2 separate regions of the Sus scrofa genome follow, and region 1 is linked to region 2. The links are chromatin contacts, called in public Hi-C maps. All regions are on one chromosome and are shown on one strand. Each heading gives the region's core, a stretch centred on a gene start, on an enhancer-like site or on the middle of the called end of the contact. The rest is flanking DNA. Distances are from core to core; before and after follow the strand shown.

Region 1 (6,773 bases), core at 2,376-4,875, 370 kb after region 2:
TGGATGACACACCAGGGGTCAGGAGACAGCAGCCCTTGGCCTCTTTCTGTACAGCCTGCAAACTAAGAAGGGTTTTTTACATTTTTTAAGGTTTAAAAAAATTAAAATGCAAGAAATAACACGACAAAGATGTTATGTAGCCTACGACACCTGAAATATTCACCATCTCCTTAACTGAAAAGCTTGCCAACCCTCAATCATATTAGATTTCTCACACAAGATGAAATCTGTATTATTTCTAACCCATGTATTCATCAGAATGTGCAAGGAGGTCCTGAAGGTGGGGGGATGAAAGGGAGCTCAGACTACCACCCTAGTGTCTGCTTCCTACTGAGGAACAGTCTCCTTTTACCGCTGGCTGGTATAAGCCCCTCTCCCAGAGCCTTCTTTAAACTCGACTGACTGGTAACAGGTTACAACTGTCTGTCCAACTGTACAGAATTTTTCCTTTTGCTTCAAAAAAGCACCGTTTCTAGGTGGCTAATGACTAACATCTAGTGTTCCTTCCTTCTTTTTTTTTAAATGGCCACACCTCAGCAATGTGGAATTTCCCCAGGCCAGAGACCAAAGCAGAGCTGCAGCTGCAAACTACACAGCCGCTGCAGCAACAGCAGATCCCTTAACCCACTGCTCTCCGCTGGGATGGAACTAACAATGCCACGATATCAGCCAGATCATTAACCCCCTGCACCACAGTTCGAACTCTTCTTTAATTTGTATATTTTTTTGTCTTTTTAGAGTCACACCCGCGGCATATGGAGGTTCCCAGGCTAGGGGTCCAATCGGAGCTGCAGCTACCGGCCTACGCCACAGCCACAGCCGTGCCAGATCCAAGCCACGTCTGTGACCTATACCACAGCTCTTGGCAACGCTGGATCCTTAACTCACTGAGCAAGGCCAGGGATCGAACCTGCGTCATCATGAATGCTAGTCAGATTCGTTTCTGCTGAGCCATGATGGGAACCCCTCTTTTTTTTTTTTCCTCCTTAATTTAATTCCATTGGAGTAGAGTTGACCTACAATGTTGTATTAGCTTCATATCTACAGTAAAATGAATCAGTTATACATATAAATATATTCATTCTTTTTTGCCATGTAGGTTATAAACTACTGAGTAGATTTTCCTGTGCTATACAGTAGGTTCTCCTTAATCACCTATTTCATAGTATTTATTTTTCAAGCTCAATAAAATGCAATTCTAACCTTTTCACAAGCCAGAGAAGCACTTCAGATACAAGGTCAAAATTTGGTGTGCGGAAATTTTCCATAGAAATATGTCGAGGGTATCCCAAGGCTCTCATCATCTCTGTAAAATCTGTCCAAGGTAAAATACAATTCAGTCAGTTTCCTGTCAAACGGCAACTACTTATTAACTTAAGACACCTTCTTTGCCTTCTCTTGTTATTCCCAACCTACTGCCGCTTTTATGGACTATTTATCAACTCTCTAAAAGGGAAAGAAAAAAGGAGAATAAGAGTTAACACTGACCTAATCTGCTTCCTGAAAAATATTTACGTTCAATGGGAGAAGTGGAAACCGTAAAGTAAGGTTAGGGATTGGCTATGACTTTAACTTCTCTCTTGGATACCTCACTTATATCTTGGATAGCTTTCTCTTTATCACTCAAAATGAGAAACACCTGGCCTTATAAAATGTAACAAAAAAATTAATTTTAAATGTTAACTATGGTTTTCTGGAGGGAGGTAATGGTGGTAGGGTGAAATTCATGTCTGTTATTTCTGAGTTGTCTTTTTTAGTGAACATACAGGACCTTAATAACTCAAAAATCTAAACATTAGTTACATTATATCCACAGAAATCTTAAAGACAATGATTGAATTACATAGCAGTATTTAGATGTACTATCCAACAGACTAAGAAACAATACTAATACTTATTGATACCAGAGATTGCGGTCACTAAGCTTTAAGCAAGGCTTGGAAATAAAAATAAAACATTTTTTTAGTTCTTATGTTGTGCCAAGATCTGCATTCAGTGTGCTTCTCACTAAGTAATGCCCGTCTTCACTCTTCTTGAAGGGGATATTCAAAATGTCCCAATGACATTCACAAACTACCTGGGCACTGGAGGTTAGGGTGGATTTCAGCAGACAACAGAAGAGAAGACACCAGCAGAGCAAAGAGCAGCAGAGGGCCTCTGCCACTGTTTGGGGAAAAGTTGAAAAAGTGATGGAGAATAAAGCGGCAGCCTTCTTATCACAGTCAGGCATTGCCTTCTTCCTGCCAGGTAGGAGTCAAGTTCTGTTAATTCTGCAGTACTTTTGTCAAAATGGAGACAATTTGAGTAAGATTCTTAACATGAACTGCTTAATTGTACACTGTTTAAGGTCAGAATGTTCAGAAATCTCCTTCTCGTACACTTTTCCAAATACAGCTCTGTTCAGGGTCCCCTAGCAGAATACTGGCCACCCTCAACTATGAGGGAAGAGAACCGTCTCTACAATGGTCTACCATAGAGCGTCACCAAGAACCTCCCCATCCCTGAGGGCATAGATTCAAACAGTAGAGCTAGCAGGAGGCATCAATAAAATCTCCTGTCTCTTTCTGTATATTTACGTTACAGAAAAAGAACAATTCACAACTGAAAGGACTCATCTTTAATGGGAACATTTCAGGCACCAGCAATTTGGTTACAAAATTGGCCTTAAGCCCCTCAGATCACACCAAATTGGCAGTCACCTGCTAGAGCCATGCACGTGGAGCCATTTGACTGAACTGCTTCAGGGTGAGACAATGACAGCGCATAAAAGCCAAGAAACTGTGAGTCGCACAATCCTACATCTGGACCCATTACTTTCAGAGTTGTAGCTGTGTGGCCTAAAACAAGCGACTTTACAGCTCTGCCTCAAAGTATTTCATCCAGGAACTACAGGACCCGCCGCACTGTTAAAATGAGGACTAAAATAAGACACTGAATGTACAATACCTGGTGTGTAACAAGGGACCCCCCCCCCCCCACAGGAGCAGATCTGAGCCGCAATTAGTAGTCACCAGCCCCTCCTGGGCTTCGTTGTTCGTTTCTCGGAGATCTATGCTAACCCAACTCTAAAACGGTTTAGCGTTTTCCAATTCGTCAGCGAACGTTTATACCACCTGGCTGTATAAATCAGTTTAAAGTAAACCAAGAATGTATATGTGTGTGTGTGACTGGGTCACCTTGCTGTATAGTAGGAAACTGACAGAACATTGCAAACCAGCTACAATGGGGAAAAAATCGTTTAGAATTTAAAAAAAACATTTTTTAAGTAAACCAAATTAAAGTTTGGATTCCTCAGCCACACAAACCACACGTGGCCAGCGGCAGATACACAACCTGCCCTCATTGGGAAAGGGCCGTGAGACTGGGCTGGGGCGCCCAGGCCGGGGTTGCGGGAGGCGGGCCAGGGGCGTCCCAAGCCGCGGAAGCCCAGGAGGAGCTCCGGCGCTCGAGCCTCGGGGGGGCTCGGACGGGGGACCCGGCGGGAGGGAGCCCGAGCATCAGGAGGACCGCAGGTCACGGGGGCAAGGCTGCCTTACTGCGGAGGTCGCGGAAAGACATGTCTCTTTGGTCCCGAGAAGCCCGGAGTCTCCGCCGCTCGCCCCTCAGCGCTCACGGGTCTCTATAGTAACGCACGGAGGGAGCGTGGACGGCGAGTAGCCGGGGCCAATCCAGACGGGAGGCGACCTGGTCGGGCCATGTGCGCATGCTCCACACTCGCCGGACACAGGGCGGCCGGCAGGGGGCGTCTCCGGACGCTGAGGGAGCCGGCGTGGGATCTTGGCCCGGATGGCGTCTGGGCCCCTTGACTTGACACGTTCTGAGCACCATCCAAGCGCCTGACACTTTGAGAGGCACTCTACATACTACTCGTTTCCTCCTCAACTGCTCTAGACAGAATGTAGGATAGTGTTAGGAGGCAGGTCTCCCGCCTGCGTCCTGTACCCAGCATGCATCTCACTAGCGAGGGTAAAATGAAGCACCTCCTGAGTGAAGGGACTGACCGCTGGGCGGCGACAGTGGGCCGGGCTGCTACCTGCGCACGCGCAGCGGGATCGAGCTTTACGACAGGCCGGAAGCCGGCCCGGCTCTTCGCGCGCTGGCGGTTGTCCTGGCAACCGTGTGCTCAGCGGGCTGGAGCCTATTGGTGCGCCAGTTTGAGGGGGCGGCTCCGGGTGAGGAGCACCGCCGACCCTTGGCCGGGTTAGCTGCGGGCTCGCTTGGGACTGCCCTAAGCTGGGCTGCCACGGTTGGAAACAGGTGACAGGAAGGGCTGGGGAAGGTGAAATCAGCTGATCCCAGAAGGGTGGACGCTGAGGAATGACTGCCAAACCCACAATCGGTTTTGGTGAAGTTGCACACATAAATGCACGGAGTTCCGAAATAGATCCATACATGCGTGGTCATTGTGACGAAGACCTTCAGAGGGGATAGAAAGAAAGAGCTTTCAACAAATGGTTTGGGAACAATTCGGAATGCAAATAAATGAGCATCCATCCTTATTTAAGAGTAAAACCAAGAACTATAGCTTTTCTAGAAGAAAACTTAGAGGTGAAAGGTTCGTGACTGGGTTAAACAAAAACATCATCCTTAAATAAATAAATAAATAAACCTTATCCAGGGAGTTCCCATTATGGTGCAGCAGAAACGAATCTGACTACTATCCACAAGGATGCGGGTTCGATCCCTGGCCTTGCTCAGTGGGTTAAAGATCTGATGTTTCCATGAGCTGCGGTGCAGGTGGCAGACGCCCTTGGTATCCCACGTTAATGTGGCTGTGGTGTGTAGGCTGACAACTGCAGCTCCAATTCGACCCCTAGTCTGGGAACTTCCATATGCCATGGGCGCAGCTCTAAAAAGAAAAAAAAATATGAATTTCATTTCATTACAAATAATAAGCAAAGGAAAAGATACTCAAGATTATTAGTCGTTAGAGAAATGTATATTAAACCACAAGATATCACTGGGTAGTTTGAGAACAGCTAAAATAACAACCAAGTACAACGAAAGCCCTGACAGTTAAGGGTCTGAAAGGATGTGGAGGGACTTGGCCCTTCCTACAGTGTTGGTGGGAACGTGAAACTGTACATCCACTTTGGAAAACAGTTGGTAGTGTAAGGCGAGTGCGGAGAAAGAGAACAAGCCGGGTGTTCAGACAAAGAGAAGAAAATTTATTAGAGGGGAAAGGGAGAGGGTGACGGACCCTTGAGAAGAGCCAGCCCCCTGCCCTTCTTTTGGGGCCTTCTTATGCCCCTTGGATGGGAAACTGGATTCCCTGAGGCGAAGGGAGGTTAGTTTATCTTTTGCCTGCAGCTGGACTCTATGGTCACATAGTCGTGACAAAGTTGGTGGTGTCTCACCGTAGGGGGGGGTCTTGTAATCCTGAGAAAGCTGGAGGTGTGTGGTGTCCCACGGTAGGGGGGTCTCGTCATCTGGGGAAAGTCGGCACCAGTGGTGAAAACAGGATGTCGCTTGAGCAAGGCGGTCCGTTTCGTGGGTCAGCAGAAAGAGCCATTGTAACAATGAGCCCCCATGTCGCCCCCGACAGGTTGTTTCTTAATAAAGTTAAATATACATGTAACATACAGCTCCGCAATACCACTCTCAGGTATTTGCCCAAGAGAAATGAGAATTTATGTTCACACAAAAAATCTGTACACAAATATTGAGAGCAGCTTTATTTATAATCGCCCCAAACCAGAAGCCACTCAAGTGTCCCTCAGTTTATGAATGGATAAACCCCTGTGGTACACCCACGCAATGGAGGACCACTCGGCAATTTAATAAACGAAGCAAACTGCCGTAACACATAAGGACAGTAATGGATTTCCAATGCCTTATATATACTAAGTCCAGGAAGTCAGACTCAAAAGCTTTCATACTGTAGATTCCATCTATATGACAATCTGAATAAAAGGAAAATAGAAAACAAATTGTGGTTTCCTGGTGGTGCAGCAGGTAAAGAAAATGGAGTTGTCACTGCTGTGGCTTGGGCTGCTGCTGTGGCATGGGTTCCATCTCTGGCCCAGGAACTTCCGCATGCTGTGGGCTTGGCCAAAAAGAGAAAAACAAAATGAACAACAACAACGAAACACGAGTGTCTTAGGCGGCCACCTCGGGGAGTTACTTCCCTGGGCATCTCCAAGATTTACATGAGATGCACATGCTGATAAACTAGGTTTTGGTTTTTTTTGTTTTTTGTTTTTTGTTTTTTTGGCTTTTTAGGGCCCTACCTGCAGCATATGGAGGTTCCCAGGCTAGGAGTCGAATCAGAGCTATAGCTGCCAGCCTACACCACAGCCCCAGCAACACGGGATCCACGCTGTATCTGCGACCTACACCACTGCTCATGGCAACACCGAATCCTTAAGCCACTGAGCGAGGCCAGGGATGGAACCCATGTCCTCATGGATCCTAGTCGGGTTCGTTACCACTGAGCCAAGAGAGGAACTCCTCAACTTCCGTTCTTAAAAAAAAGAAAGAAAACACATCGGTGGTTGCCCCGAGGAGCTGAGCACAAACCACTGGGGTCGGGGGGGAACAGTTCTGTATCTTGATGGTGGCAGAATAACATGAGAGGTCTTTGTCAAAACTCATAGAACTCCTTAAAAAGGGCGAATTTTACCACATCTAAAATTGTCTCAGTACGCATGACTTAAAACAGCTTTAAAAGAACAAACCTCCCGGAGTTCCCGTCGTGTAGTAGTCGTTAACGAATCCGACTAAGAACCACGAGGTTGCAGGTTCGATCCCTGTCCTTGCTGAGTGGGTTAAGG
Region 2 (7,261 bases), core at 594-3,093:
AGACGCGGCTCGGATCCCGTGTTGCTGTGGCTCTGGCGTAGGCTGGTGGCTACGGCTCCGATTCAACCCCTAGCCTGGGAACCTCCATATGCCCCCCAAAAAAATAGCAAAAAGAAAAAAAAAAAAAGACTCTGGGGCAGTGGAACGAGGAGGAAGAGCCATTTGTCCAGGTAAAGGATCTGGGGAGGCAGGTTGCTTGGTGGGTGGAGGGAGAGGAGGACTCACAGAATTCTGGCTTAGGAAACAAACAGGTCGTTGGTGATACCCTTCAGATAAAGACGTGGGATGAAGCCCAGGCAAATTGTGAGAAGCAGATAATGAGCTGAGATGTGTGAACACCTTAGATTTGTGTGTAACTGTCCTGCGGATAGTGGGCACGCGGGCGGGCCTCCGGGGGAACCTCACACCTGACTGCAGCACCTGCGGGGTCCAGATGGTTGCGTAGGGCACGAGGGCCCTAAGCCCTGATGTAATGGGGCCTTCTGGGCCCGGCGCAGACTGAGTGTGCTTGGCTGGGAAGCAGCGCTCACCACTTCCCGGTGCAGGTGAGGGTGTCGGACCTGGGGCCCCTATTGCATCAGGCTGGGGAACAAGGGCTCAGGAGTCCTGCGTCCTCCTCACTTCACGTGGAGGCCTTCGAATCTCGGCCCTGCCACTTCCTGCCTCAGTTTCCCCATCTGCACTCGCTCACGGGCGGACCCAAGAGCAGTCTGTAACCTGCAGAGGCCACGACACAACGCTGGCATCCGGCGGGGAGAAGCTGCCAGCCCTGGTCACCGAGAAGGGTCGCGGAGCAGGGGCGCGGGGAGCCGGGACTGGGCAGAGTCGCCTGCGGGACGGGCAGGCCCGGGCGGCGCCAACTCCGCGCCTGGGGGCCCGGCTTGCTGCCAGGCCGCAGCCAGACCCCTCGCCGCCCAGTCGCCGTCAGAACAAAAGTGGCGGCGGTGCCCGGCGCCCGGCGCCCCGCAGGCCCGGCCCCCGCCGGGCAGTCTAGCCGCCCCGCCACTCGGCCGCACGACGTACGGCAGCCGCGCCTTCGGCCCTTTCCGTCCGAACGCGCTCGGCTCTTTCCGCTGCGGCCGGCGCAGGTGGAGGGGGCGGGGCGGGGGCCGTGCGTGGTGACGCCGCGGGGGGGGGTGACGCACCGGCGTGCCCCGCCCCCTCCCCCTCCCCGTTCAGGCTCTGGAAAGAGAAGAAAAAAAACTTTCTTTTTTTTTTAATTGAGGAATCAACAGCCGCCATCTTGTCGCGGACCCGACCGGGGCTTCGAGCGCGATCTACTCGGCCCCGCCGGTCCCGGGCCCCACAACCGCCCGCGCACCCCGCTCCGCCCGGCCGGCCCGCTCCGCCTGGCCCTCGGCGCCCGCTCCGGCGGCCCCGCTCGCCTCTCGGCTCGGCCTCCCGGAGCCGCGGCGGCGGCGGCGGCGGCGGCGGCAGCGGCGGCGGCGGCGGCGGCGGAACGGGGGGTGGGGGGGCCGCGGCGGCGGCGGCGGCGGCGGCCCCGCTTCGCTCATTGTTTTTCCTCGCGGCGGCGGCGGCGGCGGCGGGCCGCGGGCAGGGAGCGGAGCCCGGAGCCCCCCGGTCGTCGGGCCGCGAGCGAATTAATTAAGTGGGGCGCGGGGGGGGAGCGAGGCGGCGGCGCGGCGGCGGCACCATGTTCCCGGGGACTGCCTGAGCCGCCCGGCCGGGCGCCGTCGCTGCCAGCCGGGCCCGGGGGGCCGCCGGGCCGCCGGGGCGCCCCCGCCGCGGAGTGTCGCGCTCGGGAGGCGGGCAGGGGATGAGGGGGCCGCGGCCGGCGGCGGCGGCGGCGGCGGCGGCCGGGGGCGGGCGGTGAGCGCTGCGGGGCGCTGTTGCTGTGGCTGAGATTTGGCCGCCGCCTCCCCCACCCGGCCCTGCGCCCTCCCTCTCCCTCGGCGCTCGCTCGCGACTCGCGGCTCGCGCTCGCTCTCCCCTCGCAGCCGGCCGGGGCCGGCGCCGACCCCCGCCCCGGAGCCCTCGCCGGCCCCGCCGCCCGCGCTCGGGGCTGTTTTCGCGAGCAGGTGAAAATGGCCGAGAACTTGCTGGACGGACCGCCCAACCCCAAACGAGCCAAACTCAGCTCGCCCGGCTTCTCTGCGAATGACAGCACAGGTGAGTAGGGGGCCGGGCGGGAACAGGGGCCCCGGGGGTCGCTGACAGCCCTGCCCGGAGGTGAGTGCCCCCGGGGGACCCGAACTCGAGGGCGGGCGTGCGGGGCCCTTTCCCCGGGACCCCGGCCGCGGAGGGGGAAGTTTGTCGGAAGACTGCCTGGGGCCCGAGTGGGGCGGCACATGCCCGGTGCGCTCGCATAGCCCGGAGTTGGCGAGCCCTCCTCGCGTGGAGCCCGAGTGGTACTTCCAGGGGGGAAAAGTAAAGCGGAGCGTGTTTGTTCTGCGTGGTGAGTCCCTTTGCCACCCTCTGCCGCCGTGGGTCGACACACGCGTGGCTGTTTGAAGGGATGACAGCGGAGGGTGCGTTTGCCAGTGAGGGAAGGAAAGCGTGCAGCCCAAAGGGGACCCGAAATGTTTTCTGAATTGGTAGCACATTCACAAGGCAACCAGAAGACACGCAGAGCTGCAGCCAGCCTCTTGAGTTACGACTTAGAAGTTTTTTGGAATGTGCTGCTTGGGAAAAATGCTTAGTAGTTACTTTGAAAACTCTTGTTGTTGGTCTCCTGAGCTATCCCATTTTTCACAGCCCCAAACTTCGGAAGACGTCCTAAGTGGGGTGTTTAATTTCAAGACTGTAACTTCGGAAGAAAGTTAAATAGCAGATTGATCCGGGCTGCAATCTGCAAGTGAGCTTGTGTTGCTTTTACAGTGAAGATGTAAGAAGAAAAAATATGTTAAGGAATGGGGGAATTACAGTCTTCCTCCCTAGTTTTTTCGGTAGGATACTGAATAAATTCACTGTTTTAAACATCTTCCCTGGAAACTTTCTTAGGTGATCACATCAATTACCTAAGGGAAGTGTTTTAGTTTTCTATTCATTTATAGTTTTAGGTTCTTCTGGGCTGGTTCATGGTAGCGTTATGAACTAGTTGTATTTCCTCTTTCAGAGCTCTCCTTTGCGTTAAAAACTTGTGCGCTTCGGTGAACGATTTGATCCCCAGCGCAGCTTGCATTTCTCCACTGTGATCTTGCAGTAGCAGCATCTGTAAATCAGTTTATAATGAATGGGTCAGAATTGAATTATATTGCTGCAGCAGTGCCTTCAGATTTGCAGTAGACACAGCTGTTCAGCTTGTGCAAACATTTCTGTGACTGACCACTAGCGTTTTTCTGCTAGTGGTCTAAAAATCTATTGCTATTGTTGGAACAAAACTTGAGTTTTGTGGCTGCAGTTTTACTACAATTCCTAGACTATTTTTTAATGTAGAATTGAGAGAAAGTGTAAAAAAAAAATCATGAGATTCTTGTCTAGTTGAAATGAAATTTGTTGAAACAGTTGGAGAAGAGTCAGTTAAGTCTCATGGTGTATAAAAGTCACCAATAATACTCTTCTTTAAAAAAAAAAAACTGATGAAGTGTTGTGTTTGATGTTAATTTTGTAAAATCAGCTTATCTGAAATGAGAAATGTGAGAACAACCATGATTTCAATGCTCTGATTTTACTGCATTTAAAAAACTCTGATTTTACTGCAGAATAGCTCATCTTGGCTCCATTAATCTTGGCATGTTTGAGTGAAAAATCTTTAATCATATGAAATATAGATCATACTGGACAAGTTTGCTTTGAAGCTTGTCCTCTGAAACGTAACTTTTGAATGGCTTTGCAGCTTTGCTGTTGTTGATTGAGGTTATTTTAGACTTTGCTTTTTATACAGAGGGACAAGGGAGTTACGTGAGACGTAGCAGAAAGGCTTGTCCCACTGTAAACTTGTACCTCTTTTCAAGATGGCACCCAAAGGACTGGCTCTTGGGGCACTTCTGTTATTGGATGGTCAGATATCTACTTAATGTGTGGCTGATCACAGTAAAATTTATCAGAAAGGGTGGATTTTGACCACTTTTTTCCCTTTCTAATTTTGATCCTTTTGAGGCACTGGAGCTCTTTTGCTTTTCCAAATGTGGAACAAAAAAGTCAGTTTTAACAGCTCTGTTTAAATAATCCAAAGAATAAATTCACCTTTATATGTGTGTCGGGTCCTTGGTGGCGCGTTCGGCACCATCATGTCCCTGTGAGAGGGTCTCTTAGTGTCAGGGCCTTGGAAGGGCCCTCACTGAGCACATGAAGCAAGGTACAGCCTTGTCTCCCGTAACTGCTGGTCTGAAGCAGGGCTTAAGGATGTCTGTCAAGGCAAAGCAAGGACTAAAGGGATTAGATTACACGCAGTCAAAGGATCGAAGGCATTTTGTTAAATGGAAACATGGGGAGAGACCTGAGAATAACATTCTCGAGAGACTCAGCCTCATTTAAATGAGGAGATATGGGTTTGTGGCTTCTAGGATAGAATTGGACCGGGCAGGAGTTCCCGTCGTGGCGCAGTGGTTAACGAATCCAACTAGGAACCATGAGGTTGCGGATTCGGTCCCTGCCCTTGCTCAGTAGGTTGACGATCCGGCATTGCCGTGAGCTGTGGTGTAGGTCGCAGACGCGGCTCGGATCCCGAGTTGCTCTGGCTCTGGTGTAGGCCGGCGGCTGCAGCTCCAATTAGACCCCTAGCCTGGGAACCTCCATATGCCGCAGAAGTGGCCCAAAGAAATAGCAAAAAGAAAAAAAAAAAAAAAGAATTGGACCGGGCAGAGCCATGCCTATTCGTTGCTCATGTGATGAAATTTGAGGGAGGAGAGCTCTGTGGCTGGGAAGAGCTGAGGCGTTAGGAGTAGAAGGAGGCTCTGATGGCCTGAGAAGCTGGGGTGACTTGGACTGTCACTGTCCAGGGCATGTCTTTGGGGTCTGGGGGCAGGCCGTGGGCCCAGGGAATAGTTACACTTGATGCTGGGGAGCTTACCAGACAGGGTGCTGGCTGCAGGGCGCTTGCGGTCTAACGGGAGCATGGATGTGCGTTTGCTCCAGTGAAGTAAGGCGTGTCTGATACATGACATTGACACCAATGGCAGATGCCAGAGGTCCCTGCAGGCTGGGAGGTCAGGGAAGCCTTCTGAGGAGAGCGTGCAGAGGTGATGCAGAAATAGGGATGCACCCCGGAGGCAGGCAGCAAGAGGAAGAAGGGAAAACGGTGCGTTTCACCCAACCCCAGCTTTTCTTCTGAAGTGGCACAGATCCTGATGGTATCAGATGTTGTTGAAGTAGTGTTTTCTTGCTTTACATCGAAGGCGTAAACACTTTCGCACAAATGTCATCTTCCTTTACTCGGCGCCCTTTATAAGAAGTAGGACTTTGTGTAACCAGGATATAGTTGGTTATGTGTTTGGGAACTTCTTCATTTAATATGTCCAGATTAAAACAGCATTTTAGTGCCTTTTGCAGCAGGGAGTCATGATTTAACAGGGTAAAGAAATACATATCTAGGCAAGCAGCAGACTTTTTGGCCAGCTTTATTGGGGCCAAATTTACATTCAACAAATATACTATAAAAAATTTTTTGTAGGACTGCCTTCTGAAAAATTGAACATGGGTATATTTCATCCTCTGCTGTATAAATGTCCCTAAGAATTTGTGATTACGTCTTATAATGTGATTCCCTTTAAACGCAATAGAAAACTGTGTTTAGAGAAACTTGGGAGTTCTCTGGTGGTACAGTGGGTTAAGGGTCCAGTGTTGTCACTGCTGTGGCTTGGGTCATCGCTGTGGCACAGGTTTGATCCCTGGCCTGGGAACTTCCTCATGCTGTGGGGGCAGCCAAAAAAGAAAGAAAGAAACTTAGTATAAATATGGTTACCAGGAGTTCCCGTCTTGGCGCAGTGGTTAACGAATCCGACTAGGAACCATGAGGTTGTGGGTTCGATCCCTGGCCTCGCTCAGTGGGTTAACGATCCGGCCTCGCCGTGAGCTGTGGTGTAGGTTGCAGACGCGGCTCGGATCCCGTGTTGCTGTGGCTCTGGCGTAGGCCAGTGGCTATAGCTCTGATTGGACCCCTAGCCTGGGAACCTCCATATGCCGAGGGTGTGGCCCTAGAAAAGACTATATATATATATATGGTTACCAGCCAACAGGACAACTTTTTAATAGCAAAATGATGACCTTTTAAGTACGTGCAGTGGTTTACACATCAGAGTGCATTTCTCCCCATCACCTCAGTTTGGTCCTCACAGCATCCTAAGAGGTAGGAAGGGAAATCCTGCCACTTCTAGGTGAGGAACCAGACTTGAGAGAGGTGGTCTGCTCAGAGAAACGTAAGGGTGAAAACCAGAACCAAACCGAGATCATTCAAGTAAGTGGTTTTGCATATTCATCTTAAGAATGTATGTCCATATACATGAAACTTACTTGAATCCTGGGGCCAGGAGACTGCAGTGCTTAGCAGGTTTTCACAGCGTAACTCCAGCAAGTGAGTGAGTTAAGTCTTTGTGGGCAAAGTTGGCCAGCAGCTGTGGGGCTGTTCTTCCTATCAGGGGCCTGGGGCGGGGGCTCCCTCCTTTCCTGCGGTTCTGGTGCAGCAGGGTCTTATCCGAGGCCGATACTGGTCTCACCTTCATGTTTATTGCAGTGGGTAATTGAGGGCCAGTCCATTTCATCTCTGAGTTCTGGCTAAATAGGAAATGTGAGTTTTTGTGGAGAAATCTACGGCTAGGGTTTTTCATGACTTTGCCTAGCTTTTACTTGGTAGAAAAGTAGGGTTTTTTTTTTTTTTTTTTTAATGATTTTCATTTCTTCCATCATAGGTGATTACAGTGTTGTGTCAATTTTCTACTGTACAGCAAGGTGATCCAGTCACACATACATATATACATTCTTTTTCTCACATCATTCTCCGTCATGCTCCATCATAAGTGACTAGATATAGTTCCCAGTGCTCTGCAGCAGGATCGCGTTGATTATCCAGAGTAGGGATTTTTGAATAACTGAGAAAGAGTTGAGAATAGTGGTCCCGAAAGAAGTTCCAGGGGGGATGGTGGGTACGTAGAACACCCTGCCCCTGCCAAGGGAGCCTTCATGGTAGATCAGAAGATTGCGACCCTTTGCTGTTTAATGTTTGAGTATGATTCTTTAATTCTTAAACATAATTGAAATGACTTATAAAGGGACTGAGGCTTAGTCCTGCAGTCAGAAGTGGATGCTTACATTGGTAGCCTGTTTTTACAACTTCTGACTTGTGCCATTGTAGTTGTGTGACAGG

Evidence for each region. A called contact is a pair of places that touch in the nucleus more often than the background predicts.
Region 1: a Hi-C map of fetal skeletal muscle shows a contact between it and region 2, with 1.7 times the contacts expected there. The contact joins the promoter of CLUAP1 here to the promoter of CREBBP in region 2. A contact is called at or near these places in 1 of 5 promoter capture datasets (fetal skeletal muscle), 3 of 47 Hi-C or Micro-C datasets (embryonic fibroblasts, fetal skeletal muscle and heart right ventricle) and 1 of 2 datasets of contacts at active chromatin or transcription factors (alveolar macrophages).

Annotation. Positions count from the first base shown.
Region 1 is chr3:38,749,760-38,756,532 of Sscrofa11.1, forward strand. It overlaps CLUAP1 (clusterin associated protein 1), which reads right to left and starts at 3,626. Exons shown (of 12, transcript NM_001245000.1): 1 at 3,537-3,626; 2 at 1,204-1,315. The coding sequence starts at 3,558. C3H16orf90 reads left to right here and starts at 3,696. Exons shown (of 4, transcript XM_021088380.1): 1 at 3,696-3,769; 2 at 4,018-4,172. The coding sequence starts at 3,696.
Region 2 is chr3:38,386,523-38,393,783 of Sscrofa11.1, forward strand. It overlaps CREBBP (CREB-binding protein), which reads left to right and starts at 1,844. Exons shown (of 31, transcript XM_005662184.3): 1 at 1,844-2,130. The coding sequence starts at 2,046.